2 separate regions of the Cricetulus griseus genome follow, and region 1 is linked to region 2. The links are chromatin contacts, called in public Hi-C maps. All regions are on one chromosome and are shown on one strand. The core of a region is the stretch at or near the end of the contact, and the rest is flanking DNA. Distances in the headings are between cores, read along the strand shown. Region 1 has its middle 18 kb from the start of Tmem176a. Region 2 has its middle 88 kb from the start of Kcnh2.

Region 1 (6,831 bases), core at 1,619-4,118, 130 kb after region 2:
GGGGTCGAAGTATTCTCCATAAAGTATCTGACACAGCACCTGATGGCTCACACCTGTAGGGGACAGTGTAAGCCATGCCTGCTAGAAACTGGCTACAGGTGTGCCTGACCACGCCTGTCAGGGTGTGGTCAAGGTGAGGTCAGGATGAAATGTGATAGGGTTTTAAGGGGCTGCAAGACACATGGGAGCCCCTTCTCTCTGGCCTCCCTGCCTTGCTGCCCCTGGCATGCTCTGGCTTTTGTCTGGATGGTGTTTTTCTAATAAAGGATATCTTTATCAAAAGCTCCTTTTATTTCTTAATACACACCAATCCTGAGATGGTCAACGTTGTGACTGGTCATCAGCTTCTGAGCAAATAGCAGAGCAGAGACACATGGGCATTTGCCTGCACTGTTGACTCACACTGCTCTGCGGGTCTTGAAGATGACCAGCACTCAACAGATTCTGTAAGATAGCTCACTAGAGAGATGGCTCAGTGGTTAAGAGCATTGGCTGCCCTTCTAGAGACCCAGCACCTGCAGGGTGACTTACAAATGTCTATAACTCCAGTCCTAGGGCATCTGAAGCTCTCTTTTGACCTCCATAGGCACCAGGCACACATGTCGCGCCCAGACATGCATGCAGGCAGAACGCTCAGACACACAAAGTAGGTAGATGTTTTTGAAAGGAAGAAAATACACAGCATTAGTCTAGACTATTGTGAACTCAGACCTACGTGTACAGCTTCCTAGCAGGCTCTTTCCTCTCCTCCCCTCTCCTCTCCTCTCCTCCCCTCCCCTCCCCTCCCTTCTCTTCCCTTTCCTTCCCTTCCCTTTCCTCTTTCCTTGCCTGTCCTGCAGGCACCTGTCTCAAGAAGACTGAATGGAATACATTGCCTCTCTTGTGAAAGAATGCCATGGCTATCCACTTAGAAATGGATTTTCAGACTTACCCTTCTCCCCTTCCTACTCCCAATGTACTAGTGAGTGGTGCTTGCTGTTGTTATTGGTGGCCATGTGTGTGTTTGAAGACAGTTTGACTATGTAGCCCAGGCTAGCCTAGAACTCACAATTCAGCCTCCAGACTCCAGTCCCCACAGTGTAGGGATTGCAAGGGTGCCGGGCAGCAAGGCCTAGTTCCTAGGATCTTAGTTTATCTCTTCCACCCACTACTCTCCCATTTGTTTTAGCTCATGAACTTCTGTCTGCCTGTGTCCCAGAAGCATTCCCCACGGGCTTCCTTGTTCCCAAGCTTGCCACCCCTACCTCTCTGTCCTTGCCAGAATGAGCGTTCTCCAGGGGAAACCGACTGTCTGCTTCCAGACTTCCGACAGTGCTCCTGACTTAGCTAGTCCCTGCAGAACTGACCACTTGCCCTCCTTTAGTTTCTACACAGCTGCCTGGAATATTCCACCGCCCTCCCTCAAGCCTGAGGTCTATGATTGGAATGCTTCACATGATCATTGCTCCCTGGGCTCTGTCCCCACCGGCTGTTACCTTCATCCTAGATTCATCAGGCCCCGTGGTGAGCTGGTCACCTTTGTCCCTCACCTCTGTGTCGTTGAGCTTAGCTCAGAGGCTGGCTTTAGATGCTATGAAGGAAAAGAAACTTCAGTGTGTCTGGTGGGGTCCTATTAGGAAGCAGAAGGCGTTCTACAGGCAGAACAGACATTTACAAAAATGAGCGAGGTTAAGGAAATTGTGGAGGGCTGGTAGAACAACCAGGCTGGCAGTGGTTGGTGCCCTCTTCACCTCTAGCTGGACAGAGGTCTTTCGCAGAGCAGAACCACACTGGATGTTGACCTGGCACAGCGGAAACCACGAGAGCTTATTCAGCTGCCAAGCTCCCTACGAGCCTAACCCAAAGTCAGTCCTGTGCCTTTCAGGAGTCCCTAAAGGCCAGCCTTTCAGGTACAGGGCAGAGAGAACTGTCTGGAAGGCAGGTCTGCAGAGAAAAACAACACCAGGAATACTCTATCCTTCTCCCTAAGCATGGACGAAGGCACCTGCACTCATGAGCAAGAACATGACACCACTTTTCTCCTGAGCCATGGTGGCAGGTGGACAGTCTGGGCATACTCTTTCTCTGGGGTAGCAGTCACTAGGCCCCTAAGAGACACTTTCCAGCTCTACTTTCTGTTCTCAGCTTGTCTCACTGAGAAACCTAGTACTGGGCTTAGTGGTCATGAAAGTCTCAAATGGACCTGCCATCTGCAAACTCCAAACTTTCTTATCTTTCTAGGGTCGAGCCTGACTGGTTTTCATGATCACGAACCGAACATAAGTGCTCTGCCTTCTGGCAGAAAGCCCGGGCCCAGATCTCGGGGAAAAGGGTACCCTGAAAAGGCTCACACCTGTAACCAGCACTTGGGAGACTGAGGCTATGAAGCTGCAGCCAGCCTAGGCTATAGAGCGAGTCCTGATCCCAAAACAAACCAACACCCACACGACCAGGCAACAACCCTTGAAGAAAGAGTTGGGTCCAAAAGGAATTCTGTACTCTGTGTGAGTGGGTGATGGGGTGATGGAGTGCGGAGGAAGCCATTCCTGGTTTAGAGTGGCCTAAGGGAGCCGGCCGCACGTGGAAGTTAGGGTAACACGCAGGATGACAGCCACTGGCTAGGACAACTCAGGTGGGAACAGCAGCTTGGGGCGGGAAACGCTGAGGGGAGAGGTGCTAGCGCTGCAAGTCAGGACTGGTCTCCTTGTTTGCTGCTGGGAAGGTGATGTGACTTCAAACAAAATCAGGCTGGCCGGGCGGAGCTGCTTTAGGACAGCGCCGCCTGTCGGCGAAGCGCAGAAGCGCATGGGCCTCCTCTTGGGGCCCCTGGGCGCTGCGGAGAGAGGCGGGGCGCCGGCAGAGGCTCGGCGGCGGCGGCGGGGTCGTGGTTCACGGGATCACAGCCTGCCACTCACGCTGTAACAGCCAAGGAGGGCACAGGAGCCCTAGTCGCGGTAAACCCAGCCTTCTGCTGTGTGAGAACAGCGCTCCCTTGTGTCCGGGCGGTGCAGATTCAAAGATTTTTGTCAACCTTACTGTTGGGTTTGGGATTCCTGCAAAATATACTTAGTGCCCTACTGTGTGCCCGCTTAGTAGCAGGCGCCGACTTCTCCATAGCAGGGACTGACAGGGTGTTTCTTGAGCTCCCTGGAACAGCACTGCTTTCCTAAATGTCTCTGCGTGTTCACATGCCAGGGGACCAGGAAGCAGAGCTGGTTTTTGGTTTTGTTTTGTTTTTTTCTTTCTTTCTATTTTGAGACCGAGTCTCACTACGTTATCTAGGTTAACCTTGAACTCAAATATGTAGTTCAGGCAAGCCTTGGACTTGCAGTCCTTCCTCTTGCATTAGTCTCCAGAGTAACACCCCCCAATCCTGGTTTATTTCTGATGTTCAATTCGGAGTACAATCTGTAAACTTCTACCTGGCCTAATTCACCACTCCAGTGGAATTTCTATCCTTTTGTCCGCAGGGTTTGTCCAGAAACCTCTGACCCTGATGAAATTTTGTGTTTATTATCTTTTAATAATGAAATATATGTATATGAAAAATAAACACAGAATTAAGGTACTGTGGACAGACACAAAGGAAGCCAAGAAATGGCTCATTGCTTCAAGGATGCCAGGTCTTTTTCCTCCTCCCACAACTGATCTGCATGGCATTACCTCTTTCCTTTGCTCTGGACTGGCTTTTGGATGCATCCCCAGAGGATAAAGACTGGCTTTGCCTGTGTTGAACCTCATACAAACAGAGTCTTGTGAAGGTGATGTCTTGTATGTCTTTCATGTTTTGCTCAATTTCATGTGTCCATGAATGCTATTATGTGTTTTTTCACTCTGAGAATCTGCAACTGACAATCCATTTTACTGGTGGTTTGTTTCTGGATTGGGGGATTACAAACTGTGATCTACGATCGTATTGGTGTATATGGGTTGATAAATCTGTTCCAGAGTGAGTTGGTGACGTCATCAGTGTCAGGTTGCAACTTTATACTAGTGTGCAGTCATTTTTCAATGTAACTACACTAGTTCCTACTGGGGCATCCTTGCCATCCTTACCATCACTTGATATTACCAAACAGGACTTTTTCTTTGTCAAATATGGTAATTTGTTTTATGTTTTCTTATTGTGGTTGTAATTTGACCTGATGAGGTATCTATCAATAATATTGAGTATGTTTCTTGTGTTTATTGGTCATTTGGATATCTACTGTTGTCCAGTGTCTTGGCTACATTTTCTGCTGCCTTGATGAATTAAATGAACTCTTCCTATGACATAGCTAGTACTTTACCATCTTGGTCCTACTACAAATAGTAATCACATGCTCACAGATACCCTGTGACCCTGGGTGGTATATCTTATCTCTTCATTGAATTTGTTCTGTTTTGGTGAATCAATGCAATGAGTTTTCTCAACACTTCATTTTACAGTTGTTGCTTTGTGTCCTGGTTAGAAGATCTGTGTCTCAAGGGTAAATGTGACCAGATGGTGCAAGGGACTTGGGTCTGTGTTCTCAAGAAGATCTTCTCTTGGCCTTTGCTCATACTGCTTCCACTCTCCGGCCTCTGGTTAGAGGGAGGCGACTGTTTTCAAGAAGACCCTTTAGATTTGTACCTCCTTATTTTGAGTGAAGGGTACTTTCAGTGAAACGGGGGTATGGGTCAGAGCAGAACTGGGCTGAGAGTCTGTGGATGCTGGAGAAGAAGGGTGAGCTGTGGTGGGGTGACTCCCCCTTAGAGCTAGAGTGCCCCCTCCCTGAACTGTGTATTCCAAGGTGAGTGGGATGGACTAGGAGGAAATGGGTGGAAGATAGTACAACAGTAGGAAAACTCTAAATCTGGGACCTGGGGCACAGCTCCAATAGCCAGCTGAGATAGAATGGGTGTCTGGGCAAACCTGACAGGGAAGGGGAGGCCTCACTCCGCAGCATCCACAGGGGCCAGCATGACCTTATCTCCTTGAATCTCCGGGGCCAATGGGAACTTCTAAGCAGGAAGCAGGAAGCATTAAGAGACGTTTGCTCAGTTGGGGAATGAGCATTTTCGAAAGAGCTGAGACTAGGTTTTTCTTAATCAGCTCCCCTCTTCCATTTTTTTTTCTTTTTCTTGTGTGTGTGTGTGTGTGTGTGTGTGTGTGTGTGTGTGTGTGTGTTTAAAAATAGCCACTAGGTGACAGGTTTAGTCACATCTGCTGATTGCAGCAAAGGGTTCAAGTAAGGACTATAGAAGGAACTAGGCATTTGGATTTAAATTCAACTTTCATTTTAATTCTGTTTGTGAACTCGTCAGTCTCAGAGCTTTAAACACATATTTCTGTGATAAGCATCGCACAGTGAAGCTGTGGCAGGCACTGGTATAGTACTCCTTCCTCTCTCAGGCTTTTAAAGATGGTGCGGATTTGACTTCTGCAGTGCTTTTAGATCTGCCCTTAAGTGACCAGACTGTAAACATTCAATTACACAAATGTCAATCAAATTGTTCTGCTAGGAAATGGCCTTTTACTGGCAGGATCTGGCAAGTGGCTTTGTTTACAGCCTCTGAGGGTTCCAGACTTGGGGAGCGGCTGGTGGTAGGCGGCCTGACCCTGCCTTCCATCTCTCCTGCCCAGCCCTGCTCCCCAGCTACAGTCCCTTCCATGAACCTGCCTTTCCTGAAGCCCTAGAAAATCCTTTGGTGTTCTTTCCTGTTAAACCATGCCATTCTTACCTGGAATTTAAAAATAATAATAGTAATAAAAATAAATAAATCAAAAGCAAATTGTGCATAGGAAAATACATCCAAAGTCATAGGCCCAGGGTTCCTGTCTTGATCTGGAAGGCGACTGCACACATTTGGAAAGAACGTGGAGTGTTGTATTGGTCACTTTGCTTCACCGTTGCTAAGCTGTCTGACAGAACCATCTTGAAGGAGGAAAGTCTTCTTTGGGCTCACTGTTTCACGGGGTTTTAGTCATTATGCATTGTGCGTGGCTCAGTTCCTGACGGAAGCAGCGTGTGTAGATCTGGCATACCATGGTGCGCCAGGAACAAAGAGAGGGCCAGGAACCAGTGACTGGGTATAGCCTGCAAAGGGACACTTCTGCCAGCCCCACCCCAAGAATCCACAACCTTTCAGTGTGGCACCACCAGCTGGGGAAGAAGTATTCAAATATTAGCTTTTGGGGGAACTTCTGATTCAGATCGTAATAGATGTGGAGATAGACACAGGGCAACAATTTCATATGCGTCAACGACTGTTCAGTAAAACTCACCATTCCCTTCTTGTGTGTATAGGTCTATGGATTTTAACTGTGTATAGATCTGAACCCTTGGCTCCAGGGCTGTCCCATCACCCCCAAATCCCCCTGTGAAGTCCCTGCTGCAGTTATCACCTCCTCATCCTCACCCTGAAGTCACTAGTTCTCCAGCGTTACACAGAACTGTGCAACATGCCTTCTCCCGGGCCTGCCCCCTTCATTATGCTTTGTATTCCTCAATAGTTTGATTTTATCTTAGACTGGGCTTTGCAGCCCAGGGAAGGCTCAAACTCACAATCCTGCCTCAGTCTCCTGAGAACTGTGGTAATAGACACCTGCCACCACATCTGTCAAGGTTCTCTATTTTTATTTTTTATTTACCTACTACACGTGTTTTATGTATGTTAGACATGTATATGGAGGTCAGAGGCCAAATGTCTTCTTCAGTTGCTCTCCACACTTTAAAGACAAGTTCTCTCATGGACGCCGCAGTGTGCTGATATGGCCAGACTGGCTGGCCAGCAAGCCCCAGGAATCTGGGCATCTCTGCTTCCTCAGCACTGGGTTACAGCAATGTGCTGCCACACCTAGCTTTTTATGTGGGGGCTGAGGCTCAAACT
Region 2 (7,211 bases), core at 1,072-3,571:
GCTTGTGGTCAAGCCCAGCGTCATGGGGGATTAAATCTTATGATGAAGTAGAGTGAATGTGTGCTAAAAGCCCCGGCCATCACCCAGGGCCACAGAACTGATGGGGCTGTGGCTTTCCAGGGGCATGTAGGAAACAGTGCCTATGCAGCACGGCTTTGAGGAGCCTGTAGGGACAAGTCCTATCCCCAAGACCTGCTCAGTCCTGGGGAGGGGTGTGGATTTCATTGTGCCCGGAGGATGGTGGGAGCCATAGGGCTTTCATTAGGAGGGTGGCGTGGACTGATCCCTCTGCAGTCAAGAGTGGGATAGGTCTGTCTGGTGGATGTAAGCCCGGGCAGAGTCAGTCTTCAGGCCTGGGAGGAAGAGCAGGAGGCTACTGTGGGAAAGGAAAGATGACAGACCCCAGAAACACTGAGGAAGGCTCTAACTCAGGAGGACATTGCTAAGCGATGGGACTTCCCTCAGAGCTTTGGGCTTTGCATCTCTGACGTGTGTACAAGCGTGATGCATGTTGCCTGTTGCCATGCCACACGGACATGGCGTCTCTGCGTGCTCAGAAAGGGTTTGTCCAACCGCGACGCCTGCAGTTTCGTCTTTGTGTCATTGTTTTATAGTTTCTCACAATGCGCTTATTAACTTCCAAGAAGTCAAAGTGTAGAGGAGAGGACAAAGGCGGAAGGAAAGGGTGGCCAGGGTGGCTTTGGGTCCTTGGGTGACAGGGATACTTTTCTACGGTTAGTTTTGGCCACTTGACACATCTCGACTCCTTTGGGAAGAATGTCTTCATGAGGGATTGTCTAGAGTAGGTTGGCCCCTAAGCATGTCTTTGGGGGAATTATCTTGATCCCGTCAATGGATGTGGGAAGACCAGTCCCTAAACAGGAGGTTCTGAACTGTGTCAGCGGGGAAGGCGAGCTGAGCAAGGCAGGCGTGCAATTTGCTCTTCTTTTGCTCTCAACTGTGGTTGTCACTAGATGTCTCGGGTTTTTGCACCTTGAGCTCCATGCCGCGATGGGCTGTAACCTGGAACTGTGAGCTGAAATAAGCGCCTTTCTCCCTAAGTTGCTTTTGCACTTTTTTTTTTTTTTAAATCACAGCAACATGAAACAAAACTAAGACAGAAGTAATGGTCACTTCCCCATCCAGGGAACACAGGAGAACTGTGAGTCAGAGCTGGCTTAGACACATTGGAGGTGAGATTCTCATGGGACACTGGACAGAGTCATTATCACCAACAAACAGGCAGGGAGCCGGGCCTCAGGCCTGGGGAGCGCAGGGCTCAGGGAACCTGGTGGGCAGGCCCAGGAGTCTTCAGCGGCCTCATGCTTTTCCACGTCCTTCCCCCAAGTGAACCGGAAGTAACTCGGGATGTGCAGATGACCCAGCTCCCAGAGGCCTTGTGTGGATAAGAGTTACAATTCATGATTTGTAAGGAGAGCTGATGTCTGTGAACTTTGCATGGTTTTTGGAATAGGGTCTCACTATGTAGCCTTGGCTGGCCTTGAATGTGTGGTGACCCTTCTGCTTCAGCTCCCAAATGCTGATCACAGGTATGAGGCACTGTCCTAGGAAGTGTTTGCGAATTCTTGAAGTGGGGCCGAGGAGGCTGTGAGGAAGGAGACCTACAACAGCCCGACCCACAATTCACAAGTAAATGTGCCCTGTGGAAGTCATTTTCTTGTCTTTCTTTTTTCTTTTTTTGCAAATTTTTTTTAAATTTGAATTAGAAACAAGATTGTTTTACATGTCAACCCCAGTTACCACTCCCTCCCCTCCTCCCCTACCACCCTCCCCAACTAAAACCCTACCTATCACATATCCTTTCTGCTCCCCCTGGAGGGTGAGGCCTGTGGAAGTCATTTTTAACGTAGCTTTCTGTGACATTCAGATGAACTTGGTCTAGATGAATTCACGATAATTTTGTGACATTTGGTCAGGCTTCTGACTCACACCTGGAGGCATTAATCTGTGCAAGATTAACCCGGCTCCCGCCTGGCCTGGCCCTGGTGGCAGCTTGAAGTGTTGAGCGCCACCTGGTGGCCGCACGGCACATGGCACTACCCGGAGGTGCCCGCGGAAGTCTGTTTCTCAGCCATTTGCATCTCAGTCCCAGCTTATACTTTAGTCAGCACCCCGAATCTTGAACGTCAGCGGTTTGGCATAGACTACAGGAATTTAAGACACTATTGAGCTTCCTAACTCTCGTGGGCTCCGGAAATGGGGGAGGGGGGGAGATGGCTGCTTCTAGGAAGTGTCTGGCTATCCTTCTCCTCCTGCCAGCTGAGAACTGGCTACTAAATAAAGATGCCATGTGACCGCCCTTCTGCAGACTCTGGTCTCAGAGCAACAGTTAAAGTGGAGAGGAGGGAGGCAGATGACTCACTGATACTCCAGGAGCAGGAAATTAGCACCCTGGGAGCCTGACCCGTCAGCAACCCAAGCAGAATTGATTGGCGGTGGTTTGAGCTGTGGGTGGAGTGGCTTTAATGTAGCTGAGCTTGTTAATACTTCCTTCTGCTGACCTTGGGCACAAACCTAAAATGAAGCTGGGATTGGTTGGTGGCTCAGGAAGCCGAGGCAGAAGGATTGCTGTGAGTTCCATGACAGCTTGAGCTTAAAAACAAAATGAAAAAAAACCCCAAACAAATTCTGAAGTGACCAATAATGGCTCCCACCAACTTTCTTCAAGGTTTAGAAATTCCCGAGGTTGGTGGAGAGACTCTGGGCGGGGCCACACAGGCTGCCACCCACACTGGTGGGTGGCAGGTGGTGCAGGTGGTCGGCTGTCTTCTCCCTTTGCTAATGGGGCCACTTGATGCCGCCTGGGTACTGGTTCCCTCTCAGCCCTGAGTCCACTGAGCCTTTGGACTAAGTGTGGCTCCAAGCAACAGAGACAGATGGCAGAGGTCCTTGGAGAAGGCTGAAGTAACAAAGGGACAACGTCTTATCTTTCAGTCTGGAGCAGAAACTGGAAACCCGGCCGGCAGTGGTGTGTGGGCTGCTCCCCAGTGGGGTGTGTGGGCTGGGCTGCTCCCCAGTGGGGTGAGTGAGAGGAGGCATGGACCTACTGGTTTGCCGTGCTGGGGTCAATGAAGCAGTGAGGTAGGGGCGGCCTGGCCACATGGATGAAAGCACCAGGGTAGGCAGAGTGGCCACAGGGTCATGGATTCAGCCGACACTGAGAAGCCAAGCCAGGGACACAAAGAGCTACTTGCAACATACTCTTCAGACCTGGAATGAGGGGACTTGAAAGTCAGCTAAACATTTTCCTGCTAGAGAAATTGGGGTCTCAGAGATCGTGTGACTCCTCTGTGAATCTGTATAGCTAGGCGACACTAGACTTCCACCCCGGCAGAGATGCCTTCCACAAGGCTGTGGGGTCCAGACAACACAGAGGCCCCTGTTCCAAAATGCTTTATCTTGTTTTGTACTTAAAGTAGAGAAGTTTTTGTGTGTTTGTTTTGGGTTTTGAGATAGGGTCTCCATATTCACTTAGGCTGGGCTTGAACTCCTTCATAGAGAGCCCTGAGCCTTGCTGATGCTGAGCCAGGGTTTCTGTGTGTTGGAGAACGCAGGACAGGTGGTCACAGCCTCCTCCCTTTCCCTCTCCCAAAGGCCTCTAAAGCAACAGGTTCTGTGCCCACATGGTTTCCTCTTCCTCATGTAAAACAGTCTAGTTCTCTAACAGCTTTCCTATTTGCATCTCCACCTGGCATCGGGGTAGCCACAAACAAAATTATACTCTGCTTTACATGGGGCTGAGATGAATCAGGGCTGCAGGGAGACAGGTGGGCAGGACACACCTTGTTTACATCCTCTGTTCTCCCTCTGCTGTCTGCGCTGTCTGCAGATCTCTGCAAAGATGGCTCAGAGCATGGCGGGGGAGAGGGATCTCTTCTCAGAGCCCAGCCCCAAGTTTTCTTCAGCTTCTGTTCCCATGCTTGTGGTACTCCCGTCAGCATGTATGTCCCAGGGGACAATGTCTCTGTTCCTGGTGAGGCACAGGTAGGTGGCTGTGTGTTGAAAAAGGCTCTCCCTCCTGGGAGTGTCTTTTGGTTTATAAACCAAGCACACACAGAGATGTGTCCCAGGCAGATCCCTGTCCCTGCCCTCATTCTGGGGCATGTGAGCTGTCAAATGTCCACGGCCATCTGGGGCCATGGGAGGCAAATCATCAAACCAAGATCTTTACCATCTGCTACCTCAAAGGGTGTTGCCAGGGGTCCTCCCCCAGAGCTGTTATCCATGGGCGAAACTTTGTTTCCAGTCTGGTGGTGTGTCTGTCTGAACTCAGTTGGCCCTGGGTCCTGAGGCAGATGGTCCTGGAACTACTTAAGGGGCAGCAGTACCTGGGGACAGAGGTGTCACCTTTCCCCGCCTTCCTACCTATGTTATTGGGTCTGGGTCTGTTTATCAAAATGATATTGGAGGGGGCCTCATGGGTCATCTGTACACAGTGTCCAGGTTCTTCATGTCTGGAACAGGGACTTGAGCGAGACACAGAGCAGCAGCAAGGTGTAGATTTATTAAAAGTGAGAGTGAGTACAGGGTGTACTTCATGGACAGAGGGGCCAAACAGGCTTGTGGCTTGTAGGCCCTCTGGCTTTTCTTTATGGGGAGGGGGTGTGTGCATATCCCTGACAGGAGTGCACCTTTCATTAACTGTAGCAAGTCATTGGCTTTTCTTTTTTGTTTGCATACTCCTTGGAGGTCAAGGCCGGTCCAAGGGAGGTCTTTAGGTCTTTCTCGGCTGCTGGGTATTGAGTTAGCTTCTTATGACTCATAGTCATGTGTGTGTGTGTGTGACTGCCTTCAGGACTCATAGGCTCTGGAGCTGTCCCCTGGCCTCTGTTCTGTTTCAGGGACAGATTCCTGCAGGCCATGTCTCTGTTCTTCCAGCTGCCATGGTTGGGAGGTGCTGGCAGGAGACTACAGCAGGACCGAAGCCTGTTCCTTCTGTCCCCTTCCTGCTGTGACAGACAAGACCACAGAGGTTCCAACTTCTTCTGGTAACCCACCACTGGCCTTGGGGGCACCTCCCCCTCCTCTGTCCCTTGTTCCTCAGCTGTGATGTCAATTCTGGAATGTCCTTGGCTCCTTTATGCTCCAAGTTACCAGTTCTCTGCATTAAACACCCGGCAACATCTTTTATCCAGACCCATGCACACACACACACACACACACACACACACACACACACACACACACACCAGAGGAGGACCTTGAGTGTCTTGCTCTGCTGCTCTCTGCTTCATACCCTTGGGATAAGGTCTCTCACTGAATCTAAAGCTAGGCTGGCAGCCATGGAATACCAGCCACCCAGTCCTCCTCTCTATCCCCACACAGAAAAGAGGCTACAGACATAAATGGCCACCCAGGTCTCTAGGTACAAGCTTCCAGCTTAGAACTCGGCCCCTCACGCTCATGCAGCAATTGCCCCTGCACACCTGGCCTTCTCCGCAGCTCCTCTCCCTACGTTTTGACTATGAACCTGTCAAACTCACAGAGAACTCTCATCTGGCATCCACTTCATATTTTCCTAGGCTTCTCAGGTCAACCTGACCCCCAGGCTGGAGAGCTCTACCAGGTCAGTCCTTCCTTCCTATACCTGCCATTGCCCCTGGGACCGACAGGTATGGGGGTGATTTGGAGGACAACGGGCTTTGGAGGAGGTGTCTTCTGGCTCGCACAGCCTTCAAGCTCTGCTCGGATGATATGCAAATAAGACTCTGTTGCTTTATTTGAGTTCTTCCAGGACACCATGGAACCTGGAACTTCCTGATGCCCAAGGACTCTGACATCCACTCTGCAGCCCCTAACCACACAGCCTCTGTCCCTGCCAAGCCACTAACATGATCTAACATATTAGGCATATCTTTACAAGGTGTCCAAATCAGGTGCCTTGTAATAACAGCAATCTATTCTCTCAGAGTCCTAGAGGCTGGGGTCTGAGATCCAAGTGTTGGCAGCGCCACACTCTCGCCAAAGGTTTTAGGGGAAGACCCTTCCTCATGCTTGTTGACTTTCAGAAGGCCATTGTTCCATGGCAGCACTGTTCTAATCTCTGTCTCCATTTTTACTTTTAAGTTATTTTTCTTTTTAGATAGGGCCTCAGTATGTAGTATGTGATCCTTCTGCCTCAGCTTTCTGAGTGCTGGGATCACAAGGGCACATGCCTCCACACTTGGCTATCTCCATTTTTAAACATTTTTAATATTTATTTTATGTGTATGTTACCGGCATGTACGTATGTGCACCATGTGGTACCATCAGTGGTCAAAAGTGGGCATTGGATCCCCTGGAACTTGGGTTAAAGGCGTTTGTGAACCTTGTGGGTGCTGGGAATGGACCTGGGCAGCCGGTGCTCTGAACTGCTGAGCCATTGCATCACCCCTAAGCCCCCGTCTTTATGTGGACTTCTTTCGTATATGTGTCTCTCTGTATCCTTCCTGTTGGAAGGAAGGAAGGAGAGGAGGGAGGGAGGAAGAGGGAGGGAAAAGGAAGAGGAGATGAAGAAAGGAGAAGGCAAGTCAGAGGGAGTCACTGCAGTCGTGGGTGGCCCACAGAGGCCCCATCTGGCAGGCCAGGCCACGGTAGGAGCAATTTATAGCCAAGAAGTAATTGAACAGATTCAGGCTTCACAAGCCCAAACAGAGTCCCAGATTCTTGCTGTTAGGGAACTCATTAAAAAGAAGAATGAGAAAAAGGCAATGGACCAGGGAATATGTCTCTCTCCAGAGTCTGGGGATTTTTCCAAAGCCCAATCCGGCACATTTCACCTTCCCCTGTGATGGTGAGCTTTGGGGCTGTCTTCAGAGGTGAGCCCACTCTGTAGAGACTCTGCCCACCTAGTTCCCCTGCTAGCAACAGTGTCTGCTCTCATCTGGGTTCAGGTTTGACTCACCTTGTCTGTGAAATCATTCAGAGGAGCCAACCACAGCCTCCTATGAACCAGTGAGACTCACCCTCTTGTCACTGCCCCCGCCCCCATTGTCCCAGGATCGCTGGCTCACCGTTTCCCAGTGCACCCCCACCCCCAAGGGCTACCCCAGAGCTTTTGGGAGATGTGACTGATGGCAATTACTGAGTGTGTGTGGGTATCTGTCCCCACTAATGGGGTAAGATGGAGGCTTTCTGCTATCTGAACACCTGGATTCCAGGCAGGAGCAGTCTCAGCTCTCAGGCCATGCTCAGGTAGCCTGGGGTCACTG

What was found. A called contact is a pair of places that touch in the nucleus more often than the background predicts.
Region 1: a Hi-C map of the CHO-K1 cell line shows a contact between it and region 2, with 3 times the contacts expected there. The contact joins two enhancer-like sites. A contact is called at or near these places in 2 of 8 Hi-C or Micro-C datasets (the CHK-Q cell line and the CHO-K1 cell line).

Annotation. Positions count from the first base shown.
Region 1 is chr8:98,391,148-98,397,978 of CriGri-PICRH-1.0, forward strand. No RefSeq gene overlaps it. Among named protein-coding and RNA genes, the nearest start is that of Tmem176a, 18 kb to the right of the region's middle. Within about 2 kb of position 2,869, at least 6 of the 6 cell types and tissues checked have open chromatin away from gene starts, as enhancers often do. A contact at or near this core is called in the CHO-K1 cell line, where this site is marked.
Region 2 is chr8:98,259,975-98,267,185 of CriGri-PICRH-1.0, forward strand. No RefSeq gene overlaps it. Among named protein-coding and RNA genes, the nearest start is that of Kcnh2, 88 kb to the left of the region's middle. Within about 2 kb of position 2,322, at least 4 of the 6 cell types and tissues checked have open chromatin away from gene starts, as enhancers often do. A contact at or near this core is called in the CHO-K1 cell line, where this site is marked.